3 separate regions of the Sus scrofa genome follow, and regions 2 and 3 are each linked to region 1. The links are chromatin contacts, called in public HiChIP or PLAC-seq maps. All regions are on one chromosome and are shown on one strand. Each heading gives the region's core, a stretch centred on a gene start, on an enhancer-like site or on the middle of the called end of the contact. The rest is flanking DNA. Distances are from core to core; before and after follow the strand shown. Region 1 holds the start of PRDX6 (peroxiredoxin 6). Region 2 holds the start of CENPL (centromere protein L). Region 3 holds the start of KLHL20 (kelch-like protein 20).

Region 1 (4,343 bases), core at 695-3,194:
AGAAATCCAGATATTTTTGTGAAAATTTTTAAAAATTAAAAAAATTTTAAATGTTGACAGCTAATTCAAAAGAATTTAAAATGCTGAAAAGGCTAAAGCAAACAAGTCTGCAATGTACAAGAGGACTGCCAGTGTGCGATCTCTGGAATTGTAAATTCTAACAGACATTTATCTTATTTTATTATTAAATTATTGCTTAATATATAACAGTTTTACAATTATGCCTTTTATAGAGATCTATAATGTTTCTGTGTTCTTTCTCCATAATTTTGGCATATCTGCATTTTCTAGCCTATCTCCACAACATTGTTAATAGCCTTAAATTCAAATTACCTTCCTTTTCCTCTTCTCTTTCACCCCTACAAAAGGAATTAAAGCATAGAGCTTTTAAAACCAAAGCTTGGAGTCAAACTGGTTTACAGATTAAATTATAGTAGCTTCACAGAGTTTTCTAAAATGGCTAAGAAATTTTACCAGTAATCTTACAAGTCCTTGTACAGGAGAACTGAGCAAATATGATTGGCACGCATACACACGAAAACATCACTCCACTGAAAACTGAAATCTTAGTATGTGAGTCATTTTTCTTCACACTGCCATGTGCCTTCTCTAAGTCTGGGGACCACCATCCAGAGAATTTTTGGTAATTTTGGTCCATCTTCTCCACCCAAACTCCATCAGCATTTACGCTAGGTTTTTATCATAACTGTACATACCTCTGCCTTCCTTGTAAAACCATATCTCTCCTCTGTTATCAGCAGGCCTAGCACAATGCCTAGCACATAGTCGGCAACGCAAGGGTTATTGCATAAACTACTATCATCATCCAAATAATAGCTACTGTTGCCAGAGAACTTACTATGTAAATTAAGATGATTGTGGAAACGGATGCAGCTGACAATGGTAACCACTTATAGTTTACCTACATTAACCCAGAGGCTTTCTCAGACCAGACTATCCAATTCAAGATGCACCCCAGTCACCCTGTGGCACATAACCTTACTTTCTCTGAATAGGATTTACTACTGTTTAACATATTCTTGTTTAATTACGCCTCCCTCACTATAATGAAAGCTCCAAGAATACAGTCATTTTGTCTACCTTGTGCTTGGCACACAGAAAGCAAAGAAATGAATCTAAACTTCCCACTTTCTTGGGTGGAAGAGTTGACTTGCACACAATAGACCACAACAAATATGTTTTTAAATTTAGATTTAGATTTCAGGATAACTGTGTTGAATAGCTTATGATTCATAGTGAACTCTGGGAGTGGAATAAAAATAAAACTTTGTTCTCATTCCCCCAAGCACTTACTGACATAGGTGCTGGCATTTTTGCTGCAACAAGAAAGCCACTTCCTCTGACGTAAGGTGCCCCACATGTCTGGGTCTTGCCACATTCTCAGATACAGAAATCAGGATGGCTAGGCTGGCTGGGGCGGTCAGGATTCCAGACGCTCACACTAAGAGAGCAGGGAGTGGAGGGGTCGCGGGACCCCTCTGCTGGGAGTCGACCGTGAATGGGTGTCAGGAGGGTCTCCGCGGATTCTTGCGGCTCCGCAGGGCCGCTCTCAGCCTTGGGGCTCCCCTTCCTATTGCGTTCCGCTTCCTTTACCTCCAATGCCCAGAACGCACCCCCAAGATTCCAGAGGGCGACGTCATTGAGTCCCCTGTCACGTGAGGGATCCTGGCAGGTTAGAGGCCTGGCGAGGTGTTGGACCGCGCCCAGGGCTGTTCTGTCCCAGCCCTGCTTCAGACTACCGCCAGTTCCGGCCTCTCCTACCGCGCCCGCCAGCGTGGGCCCCGCCCACCCCGCCAAGGCCTGGCCCCGCCCCTCCCGCCCGCCGCGGCCCCGCCCATCTTGGCTGTGCTTTGGTCCCGCCCACCTTGCTCCCTCCTGTCCCGTCCCGCCCCGCCCCTTGAAGCCCCATTTATTCCTCCCCGCAACACCTACAAGGCTAGAACCAGCCATCCGTTAGCTGTCGCTGCTGGGCTTCTTCATCTTCCCGCGTCACTGCTGCCGCCATGCCCGGAGGTCTGCTTCTCGGGGACGAGGCTCCCAACTTCGAAGCCAATACTACCATCGGCCGCATCCGTTTCCACGACTTTCTGGGAGACTCGTAAGTGGCCAGTTTGTCGCCCTGCCCTGGGTTACGCCCGGACTCGGAGGTGCCTTCCCCTTTTTCTCCCTTCCGTCCTCCACCGCTTGCCGCCCGCCTCCTCCCGGCACCGGTTCCTGCACGTGCCTTTCCTATGTGCCCTGCCCCGCGGCGACAGATCGCCGCTGAGAGGAGGCGACCCTCTGGTCAGCCATGCGCCCGCCACTTGATCCTCTCCAGCCTCCCGGCCCCCGCATGGCTGGGCTGGCTTTAGAGAGGGGGAGGGGAACAAAATCAGGTCCTGGGAACTGCAGGCCAGTGCAGAGGAGGGTTTGTTGTCTATTTAATTCTGTCTTCTAAACTCTGCAAGTAGCGTGGTTCAGCCGAAACAGGGAGGAGGCAGGAGCCGAGCCTCATCTGCGGTCAGTTCCTGGGACTTGTGCCCAGGGTCTCACCTCCCTCCTTCGGTTCTGGAATTTGCTCCCTGGGGAAAGTGGGTGTCCAAGGCCAAAGTCAGAGGACACTGCTGCTGGCTGAAGGTTCAGGAAGGGCCCAGCGTGTTATCTGAGGGTTCTGCTTGCTGCAGTGGTATTTGCACAAAAAATTTGAAACCACTAGCTTGCCAAGTAAGTAGCTGAAAGACTTTTTACCCTGATCCTGCTCCAGTGGCCACAATATGATTTGATAACAGCTTTGGGAGGATCCCAGAACACTCTGTGTGTGGGTGTGTCCTTCACTCCAGAACCTGCAACACCTTGAGGCAAGGGCTTCCTGAGGTCGTTCAGTTGCAGTGATCCATGGCAGGCACCGGAGCACCCCACCTCCCCAGTTGTAGACCCTTTTGTTTCATAGCTGCGTGCCTCTCACTGCCCCCTCCCCCATCTGCCATGCTTCCAGCAGCACGTAGCCTTGCCGAATCGCTGACCCATGATCTAGCCTGGCAATCATACCACTATGACTTGGAGTACATGGGTGTAACCGTGGTTTTACAGCTCCTGAATAAGCAAACTTTAAGTTTATTACATTTAACATGAAACGGCCCAGATGTGTCTAGTTATGTTTCTGGAGTTCCAGTGGCCCCACTACACTGTGGTCCAAGGCTTTATGACCTTTGCTTTGTACCCTTTTTATATAGTGTCCAGGTATATGTAGTATATACAGAGGGCAAAGTTTATGAGATTAATCAGTGCTTGGACAGACCCATGCAGAGCACCTGGGAGAGATTCTTAAACTTAGTCCTAACCACCCCCCTTTTAAATTCCTTAAATCCATTTTCCAGCCACTGATTAAGGGAAAAGCTAAGTTTTTTGAAAGAGAACTAGGCTAGAAAAAGGATGAGAAATGGAACATTCAGACCTTAAAGACAGGGAAGGGCTTCGGAAATACAGACTATGTCCAGTCTCATACTTGAAATCTAGGTATTAGTATTTCTCCAAGACTCCAAAGGATTTTCAGAGAATGTTTCTTCCCACTCCAATCTACAGCCCTCACCTCCCATAAAACAAAATCTTATCAGAACTCTTGAGTTAAATATATTAAAGATAACTATTAATATAAAGCATATTTACTGTAGCAATATTTATAAATGATGTAGCTATTTAAACTAACCCACTTGGTGGGGGTTAGGGGGAGTATTGTGTATTGGCCTTGACCTTGATTTGATTAATAGCGTGCCTTCTCAGGGAGTCACCAGTAAGAAGAGAAAAATATCTGCATTTATAAACAAATAATATACAAGTCAGTCTCAAACCAGGCAGGGGATAGTACTATTTCCTGCCCTACCCTAAAAATAAGTTTGAGCCTTTTATATCATTATAATGGATTTTTTTTTTCCTAATATAATTTTTCCAAACTCCATTCTTAAGGTGATCTCAATCCAGGTGATCCATTTTTGATCCAGTTGTGTTTTGGAGTAAAAAATTAAAATAATTTCGAACACTCTTGGTATCTACCCTGCCCTCGGCAACTGGAAACAACTAAGGGGTTTGTTTGGGGCTGCATTTGGTGAGTTTATTGAGCCTAATCACTCTTTCTGTATGCATGTAGTAGAAGCAGCTTCTTCACAGTGCATCTCCACCAAACAAAACATATATTTTCCTTAGGGTGATGAGGAGGGACCCTCCCTTAAAGGAGGAAACATTCTGTCTTTTGAAAATGAGGAAGGAAGGAAATAGGATAGTGTAATTGTATTACTCTGAAGAGCAGCAGTAGGGAGTTTTAGAGGGAGACAGGCCTTACACAGTAG
Region 2 (4,343 bases), core at 588-3,087, 250 kb after region 1:
CGACCCCTAGCCTGGGAACCTCGATATGCCGCGGGTGTGGCCCTAAAAAAGACAAAAAAAAAAAAAAAAAAGAGAATTTCTTAAAAAAGCAAACAAACATATGGTACTGACAGTGTGAATAATTGTTTGTTTTAGCTGTTTCTCATTTATTTTATTACTTGAGGAGTATGATGACACAAAAAAATACTATAAATAGTAACAAAAATTGAAAAGTTTTGTTCACAGACATTCTCAATTATTGGTAACACAAAGAAATACAAAAAGCATACCTGCTGTTGTGAACACTGGGGGATTTTCCTTCGAGGTGGAGTTGGGACAAATGAAGTCTGCTTCCTGACTGATTCTAATCGCTTCTGCAGAGGGGTGGCACCTATAAAGTAATCTTTAAGCCTTAAAGACGCACTCTGTCTAGGAGTCGATTCTGCTGCATCATAAGAATCCATGGTCTACATAGAAAGAAATAAAGCCAGAATTCTAAACATTAAAAAGTTAACGGATGCTCAAAGTTTCGCTGATACCTCTCCCTACTATAAAGGAATTCTCGGAGTTCCCTTCGTGGCGCAGTGGTTAAGGAATCCGACTAGGAGCCATGAAGTTGCAGGTTCGATCCCTGGCCTTGCTCAGTGGGTTAAGGATCTGGCTTTGCTGTGAGCTGTGGTGTAGGTCGCAGACGCGGCTCGGATCCCAACTTGCTGTGGCTCTGGCATAGGCTGGCAGCTACAGCTCCGATTAGACCCCTAGCCTGGGAACCTCCATATGTTGCGGGAGCAGCCCAAGAAATTGCAAAAAGACAAAAATATAAAAAAAATAAAGGAATTCTCTCTCTCCCTCCCACTCCCTACACCCAAACACGTGCCCCCTACCCCAGAATGCTCATTACCCTATTCCTCATGCCTGTCCAGTTTGCTTCTGCTAACTTTTTTATTCAACCTACTGACAGTTAAGCCTTCTTCTCTGGACTCATCTGACTGACTAAATCCAATTCACGCTGCAGGTTTCATCCCTTCAGGAGAAGCTTCCAAGTATCCACAGAGGAGTTAGCTCTCCAGCCAATTCCTCCAGCCCTTGCAGTTCAGAACACAACTTAGCTGTTTTTCTTGTGTTACGTCCGTGAAGGAAGGGACTCTGACTCAAATCATTTTTGCACACCTAAATCCAATCAACCCAAGCCAATGCTGAGCCCAATGCCAAGATATCAAAGTATCTAAGTACTCTAAAGATAACGACCACACAAAACGTCAAAATATAAAGTTTACTGCCAAGCCTGGACCAATAAAAAAGCATCTTACCCAAAAAATGCCGTAATAACGCTGTCAACCATTCCCTTCACGAATCATTCTTCAAGTCTGTATCCAACTACGTTGAGACTGAAATCCTCTGAAGTAAAAAAGCCGCCAAAACGACAGCTAAAATAAAGTCTGGAGGAACCTCTTTCTAAAGTCCCTCTAGTTCTACAAGTGGGTGCACGACCGACACAGACGGGAGCAGCAACAAGACCTCCGGCTCCCTCAGACGCCAGCCGAGCCCGAGACTTCAGGCCGGAAGAACATTTCCGCTGACCCGGCCACCCAGCTCCGTGATCCTCGCTCCTGAGGAGTCGGCTGCTGCCCGCAGAGGCAGCGGGGCAAGAGACAGTGTGTGCCAACTCGCTTTCTCCACCTGAGCCTTCGGGGGCCAAGGCCAGCTCTGAAAAGCCGCCGCTGAGAAGCGGCAATTTAGCGTCAGCCGCCGCCTCTGTTTAAAATCGTTTCCCGACTCGCTCTGCGGCCGGACGCAGGACGTCTCCGTGGAGCCTATTCTAAGCCGGCGAAGCAACTCTGGTCCCCATTTTAACTGAGGGCACGGGAGCGCACTAAACATTGGTAGCGTTCGCGCTCCTAATTGCGCAGTGTTGCGCTCCGTACGTTACCACCGGCACGAAGCGTTCCTTCAAATTTCCGCCCATAGTGAAGATGGCGGAATCCCCCTGCTCTGATTGGTTGAATCCCTCCATTTATCTTGGCTGTTCGCTGGGTGTGTTAAGGGGTGCTTGGCTCCCAGCGGTGGAGTGTGTTCTTCGACCTCCAGTAACGTGTTAGACTTGCTTGCCTTCCTCTTTCTGAAGACCCGAGATCGGCCGTCAGGTTTGAAAGATTTGAAAAGCAAGACTGGGTTCTTGCCTGTTTTCAGGTTCTGCCTGCGGGGAACTTTCGGGGAAGCGTGGAAAGGAAGGGAAGGGCGTCCGCCTCCCGCCTGACCCCTGCTCCCTGTGCGTGGCTGCCGGGTCTCGCCATATGCTGCTATATGGAATCATTCGCTCGTCACTTCTGGCCGAAGCTTTCTTTGCTAATAGAAGTGGTAATGGATGCACTGAGAGGAGGGGGAAAGTCTTAAAAGGTCTTTCCCGTATTCAATTTTCCCAAAGGCCCCAAAGATTTTGCAAATTTATCTAATTTGCAGATAGGTGCACTTGAATGTTCAGCAGACAGGGGCTTAAATATTAAAGAGAGCGTGAACTCCTAGCATTTTAAGGGCTTTGTATGTATTTCCAAAACTGACTTTTGACCACCATCCAACACCTGCAGCTTTTGATTCGTGAGCGTTTCGCCATCCTGCGGCTATAACATGTTCTGCTGGCTAAGTCGGCTATTCAGGGGTTTATCCAGACCCACCGGAAAGACTACCCAGCCGTTCTGGGGTTTTCTCTCCCGAAGTCTGATACTGACTTCACAGAGGAGTATTCCAGGTGAATGCAGAAAAGCTTTGTCCGCTGAACAGCACTTTCTCCTGTTCTCTGTAGCCAGAGTGCTTATTCCATTTATCCCCTAGTCTTGACTGGATAGCTTTATGTGCAGAAGCACATCATTCACTCTCTTGATTTCTTATGATGTAGTTTTCCTCCTGCAGTTTTAAAAAGACTAGAAAAGTAGTCACATGAATATAAGCTATTCATTTAGTTTTTATGTTGCGAATAAGAAGCCTAAAAAATTCTTTTATACTTTAAATATGGTTTTCTAGTGTACAAGTGACTGTTTTCACTCCAGATTCATACTAAAGCTAGTTACTCTACTTCTGTAATTCCCAAGACCCTGTTTTGTTTGGGGAAGAAATGTGCACTATTATGAAGAGTGCATTTTGGGTCAGTGCAAATGCTGGGTGATAAAAAATATTTAGATTCCTTTTTTTATTATTAAAATATAGGGAGTTCCCGTCGTGGCGCAGTGGTTAACGAATCCGACTAGGAACCATGAGGTTGCGGGTTCGGTCCCTGCCCTTGCTCAGTGGGTGACGATCCGGCGTTGCCGTGAGCTGTGGTGTAGGTTGCAGACGCGGCTCGGATCCCGCGTTGCTGTGGCTCTGGCGTAGGCCGGTGGCTACAGCTCTGATTCAACCCCTAGCCTGGGAACCTCCATATGCCGCGGGAGCGGCCCAAGAAATAGCAACAACAACAACAAAAAGACAAAAGACAAAAAAAAAAAAAAAATAATAAAATAAAATAAAATATAGTTGATTTACAGTTGTGCCAAGGCAAAAATTTACATTAAGACAGTTACTTGGCTTTTGACACATGTATAGGTAAATTTCATAGTGATTGATTACATTCTTTGTAAATATCATCCATTAAGATAGGAATGATATGAACTGAAAGTATATTCTCAAACAATTTGCAAATAATGTACTTTTAATCTTCCTTTTTTTCTCTTCTTTTTTTAAGAACTCAGTAGCTTTGTTGCCCGAACCAACACTTGTGGAGAGTTGCGTTCGTCTCACTTAGGCCAAGAAGTCACCTTGTGTGGATGGATTCAGTACCGCAGGTAGATAGAAACAGTTTAAGAATACATGGTGATAGGAGTTCTGTCATGGTGAAGTGGTTAACGAATCCGACAAGAACCATGAGGTTGCGGGTTCGGTCCCTGCCCTTGCTCAGTGGGTTAAGGATCCATTGTTGCCACGAGCTGTGGTGTAGGTTGCAGATGCGACTGGGATCCCGTGTTGCTGTGGCCCTGGCATAGGCTGGCAGCTACAGCTCTGATTAGATCCCTAGCCTGGGAACCTCTATATGCAGTGAGAGCAGCCCTAGAAAAGGCAAAAAGACCCAAAAAAAAAAAAAAAAAAGAATACATGGTGATAAAAGTAACTGAACACTGGAGTTTCCTGTCATGGCTTAGCAGAAATGAATCCGACTAGGAACCATGAGGTTTCGGGTTCCATCCCTGGCCTCCATCAGTGGGTTAAAGATCTGGTGTTACCCTGAGCTGTGGTGTAGGTCACAGACTGGGGTCAGATCCTGCATTGCTCTGGCTGTGGTGTAGGCCAGTGGCTCCGATTTGACTCCAGTCTGGGGACCTCCATATGCAGCGGGA
Region 3 (4,343 bases), core at 876-3,375, 150 kb after region 1:
TTCTCACATGTGACAGTTAACTATATTCCTATAGTTAATATGGAACATCCACATTTTCCTCTTCTAATTTTCAAGGTTTTGAATTTGGGATCAACTATCAAAACTAAATTGAACTGAAATATCTCCGTTTATACAGAGCCTTCCCATAGAATTTAAAATAAAATCTGAATTTTGTACAATAGCCAACAAGACAATATATAACCTTGCTCTTGCCTATCTCTCTTATATCTCATATTATTTCTAGTCATACTGGCCTTCTTAATGTTCCTTGAACAGGACAAGCTTATTTATGTCTCTGGTCCCTTCCCTGTGCTAGCCACTATACTTGAAACACTCTTCTCTCAGCTTTCCATCTGGATTGCTCTCCCTCACCCTTCAGATCTCAACCCATCTTTTCAGAGAGCACTTTCCTGATCACGCTTTTTACAGTAGCCTCTTCTTTCCCCAACTAGTCACTCTCTATAACATTACCTTCTTAGATAGCATTTGCCACTGACTGAAGTTATTTTGCTTATTTTTGTACCTTTTATTGTCTATATCCTTTTACATGATTTAGAATACTTCTGGAGTTCCTGGCCTTGCTAAGTGGGTTAAGGACCCATGTTGCACCAAGCTGCAGCACAGGTCGCAGATGTGGCTCAGATTCCACATTGTTGTAGCTGTGGTGTAGACCAGCAGCCGCAGCTCTGATTCAACCCCTAGCCTGGGAACTTTCGTATGCTGTGGGTGTGGCCCTAAAATGGAAAAAAAAAAATGTTGACAGTCAACCTTCATAACTACATAAATGATCACTAGCACTTCAGGGTGGTGTCCATCTCATTCACAACTGTATTTCCAAGGTCTAGCATGGTACTTGGTATACAGTAAGTGTTGAGTCCATTTAAAGGAGAGGAGGAAAAACTGACATTTGTTGAGTGCCTACGAAGTGCCAGATATACAACATGATATTTCTTCCTTTTTTTTTTTTTCTTTCTTTTTAGGGTCACACCTGCAGCATATGGAGGTTCCCAGGCTAGGGATTGAATCTGAGCTGTAATCACAGGCCTACACCACAACCACAGCAACCCTGGATTCGAGCCATATCTGCAACCTATACCACAAATCATGGCAACACCGGATCCTTAACCCACTAAGCGACGCCAGTAATTGAACCCGCAACCTCATAGTTCCTAGTCAGATTTGTTTCCACTGTGCCACAACAGGAACTCCCGGATATACAACATGATCTTAAAGCTAGTCAGTCACAGGCCTGGGATTTGAAACTATGAATACCTGGATCTAAATACCATGCATTTCCCACTACAAGCTAATTAACAAAAGGTATACTTTCCCGTTCAGAAACAACTAGACAATCCTATGTAGATCCCATGAAAATCTGGTTAAGTTCATGCTTAGCCTATATAGTCAACAAGAAACCAACAACAGTCTTTCACTGATATTACTGATAATTGCATCCCCCACACTGTCACCTGTTTGTTTCCTAAACATAGAGTGAAAATTTTGTGACTGTGTGCTGTAGGAAAATGGGCCAAATGACAAATTGAAAAATATATTTTTTCCTACCTAATGCTAAAGTGGGTACACAGAAGTGTTTTGTTAAATGTCTGTTGGTGAATGCTAAGTGAAAGGGCAAGCTAACATAGCCATCCTGAATAAAACCCTGGTGTTTTGAAACCTAAACAGTGGAAAATCTAGGAGGTTGCCTCTGTTTATGATTTGTCTGTGGATCCTCAGCAGCTTGCACATAGTAGGGACCTAATTTGTGTAAACCCCATACATGCATGTGTCAATCATTCGGTCCACAATTAGAGGAAAGATTGTGCTAATAGGAGACCACCAGCTACAAATAAATCAAAATTCCTGGCTTTCCATGACTCCTATCATCTTTCTATTGGCTTCTGCTGGGGAAAACGAAGAGAGGAGGAGACTTCAGTATTCGGATACTGCCAGTTCAGTGATGAACTCGCACAGTGGTCACTCTCGGGGTGCAAGGAACTGGATAACTGCACATGCAGTCTTTGAGAGTACCCAAGCCCCCAGCAGGGCAAGGCTACTTCCTGATCTGCTCCGGAACCCTTTGTCGGAGTATGTGGGTTCCAGAGGGAAGTATTTAGGAACAGGACAACTTCCTGCTGGTGCAGTGGAGCGAGGGTGGGGAGGAAATCGCTCCGGGAGCCGCATCCTGCTTGCGCTAGCGTCTGCAGAGAAAAGGGTGGAGGTGCCGAAAGGAGGAAGCAGAAGAGGCTACGGAAGACAAGAAAGTGTTGGAGCCGGTAGGTTAGCCGCCTTAGAGCTGGGGCAGTGGGAAGCAAGTGGTTTGCAATATCTGCGGTTCTAAATTGCTGGGCTGCCCAGGTGGGTAGGGGCCGTGCTTTGCACGCTGCTTGTCAGTAGGCACCAAGAAGGGGCTGTTCGGGGCACTGGGGCTGGGCCTTGCGGGGCACCTGACTGCGCTCGAGCTGGCTGGCAACCCTACCCCGGAGCCCGTGGCGGCGCTGGGCTGTTCTGCCTTAGGGCGTGGGGTTCCGCACCCTGGACAGCTTCCCTAGACCGGGGGCGGAATTTAGGGGAAAGAAAGTGGATACGGTGCGTCCCGCTTAACCCTCAAGACTTTGCCAAGTGGGTGATGAACATTGTTTCGGGAACTGAGGGGAAGGGCTTGTAGAGGGACTGTTAGTCTGAAGCCATAGTTTGTCTACTCTGTTCTAGGAGCCCGGGCTATCGCAAGGGAAGTTGGTTTGTTTTTATGGCAAGTGCCTATTCCTGCTTCTTGTCACTTCTGGGCAAGCTAAGAGCTTTCATATCCCTCGTTAAGCCCGTGTGTTCTCTATCTGATTGATCGTATTTGTACTGCTGGGGGTATCTGGTAAATACTCTGTCAAAGTTAAATGTCTCCAAGCACTTTTTGAAGAGAGAAGACTAACCTAGCAGTCGGGGGACTATTTAGCGCACCTTTTCTCACCTTCCCATATAATCGTTTTAGCGTTCAGAGTGAGGGTGGTCATCTTAAAGGTGCTAGCTAAGGGTTGTGATTGTGCATCTGCAAAAGGCCTTTCGTATGGTAGGATATAAAATTCTTTATCACTGAACAAGATGAATGTGTAGAGATTGTTACTGGAGAAATCAGAAATAGTTTTTATTAAGTTACTGCTTTTCTGTTGTCTTAGGTTCGGCTTTAGAGTGTGGTGAAGGGTACTTTTCATGGTGCATGGAAGGAAAGCCAATGCGCAGGTAGGCATTTAGGAAGAAAATCTTCTGTTTCAATAAATGAAATTTACGTAATAATCTAGGGCTTCATTTAAATCTTTTTAAAAGATTGTCAAATCTTACCAAATTCTGTTTAGAATTAAAAATTCTTGTAAAATAAAGGTAATATTAGGAATTAATAGCTTTTTAAATAAAATAAAATGTAGAACTTAAATTTCTAAAGAGTGCTTTGAGCTTTATGTAGTTAACACTTCAATTTTCTTTTTTGCGTTGTAATTTTTTTGTGATAATATTATGCGTACTGTGATACTATACAGATTAGTTATAGTCTTCAATTCCCTGTAGAATACAGAGGGTTCTGTTGCCATATAAGAATAATGATTTTTTATAATACGCTGTACTGAATGTCTAATTATGGTTTTGGTTATGTCACTCATGTTCATTAATACATTTGTTCTTTGAATTAAAATAGCTGCATTGCAGGGAAGATTGTTAGAAGACTAAAAAAGGTATTTGACATAATAACTTAGTCCATAGAAAAATAGAACAGTGTGTGGGAAAATATAGACACTTATAGACCTTCTCAACCCTAGAATTTAGTAATGCTTTTTCTCAATCTGTTTTAACAAATAGGACTCAAATCGTTATTGAAATAAAGTCAGCCCAGTTCTATTTCTTCATTTTTAAACTCATTTCACTCTTATTGAACTGTATTTAATTATTTTTTGTTTAACATCAAAGATAAACAGCTCTGGCAGACCCTTTCAAGAAAAGAAGCATACCATGATGGGGATATGACTTAGAACTAAGGAACAAGAACCAGAATATGAATATTTTTCCAAATCTATTACTGAGTTTTTTTGATTGCCCTTGAGTTATTCATCTTCTCTGTGCCCCAATTTTCTTCTCTAATATATCTGACCAGGATATTGAGAGTAATGAATGTTTGCAAATGCTTTGAGATCTCCAAATGGAGAGTTATTGTAGATATAATAAATGCCATTATAGACCTTCTTATTTGTCTTATTCTATAGTAGGAATAATGTTTGAAAGTACATGAAGAAATTAACACATATATTAAGTGCTTTGTTATTTCAACTTCTAACATGATTTCAAAAAGCCACTGATTGTTTCTC

What was found. HiChIP or PLAC-seq counts read pairs in DNA pulled down with a chosen protein or histone mark.
Region 2: a contact with region 1 is called in an H3K27ac HiChIP or PLAC-seq map of alveolar macrophages. The contact joins the promoter of CENPL here to the promoter of PRDX6 in region 1. A contact is called at or near these places in 1 of 5 promoter capture datasets (liver), 4 of 47 Hi-C or Micro-C datasets (embryonic fibroblasts, heart right ventricle and skeletal muscle) and 2 of 2 datasets of contacts at active chromatin or transcription factors (alveolar macrophages and skeletal muscle).
Region 3: a contact with region 1 is called in an H3K27ac HiChIP or PLAC-seq map of alveolar macrophages. The contact joins the promoter of KLHL20 here to the promoter of PRDX6 in region 1. A contact is called at or near these places in 1 of 5 promoter capture datasets (liver), 2 of 47 Hi-C or Micro-C datasets (heart right ventricle and liver) and 2 of 2 datasets of contacts at active chromatin or transcription factors (alveolar macrophages and skeletal muscle).

What each region holds. Positions count from the first base shown.
Region 1 is chr9:115,855,685-115,860,027 of Sscrofa11.1, forward strand. PRDX6 (peroxiredoxin 6) reads left to right here and starts at 1,945. Exons shown (of 5, transcript NM_214408.1): 1 at 1,945-2,119. The coding sequence starts at 2,025. It also overlaps a transcript of TNFSF4 not described here.
Region 2 is chr9:116,107,985-116,112,327 of Sscrofa11.1, forward strand. It overlaps CENPL (centromere protein L), which reads right to left and starts at 1,838. Exons shown (of 5, transcript XM_003357541.4): 1 at 1,290-1,838; 2 at 270-446. The coding sequence starts at 443. It overlaps DARS2 (aspartate--tRNA ligase, mitochondrial), which reads left to right and starts at 1,986. Exons shown (of 19, transcript XM_021063655.1): 1 at 1,986-2,123; 2 at 2,565-2,725; 3 at 3,695-3,794. The coding sequence starts at 2,605.
Region 3 is chr9:116,003,437-116,007,779 of Sscrofa11.1, forward strand. It overlaps KLHL20 (kelch-like protein 20), which reads left to right and starts at 2,126. Exons shown (of 12, transcript XM_005656716.3): 1 at 2,126-2,273; 2 at 3,168-3,231. The coding sequence starts at 3,209.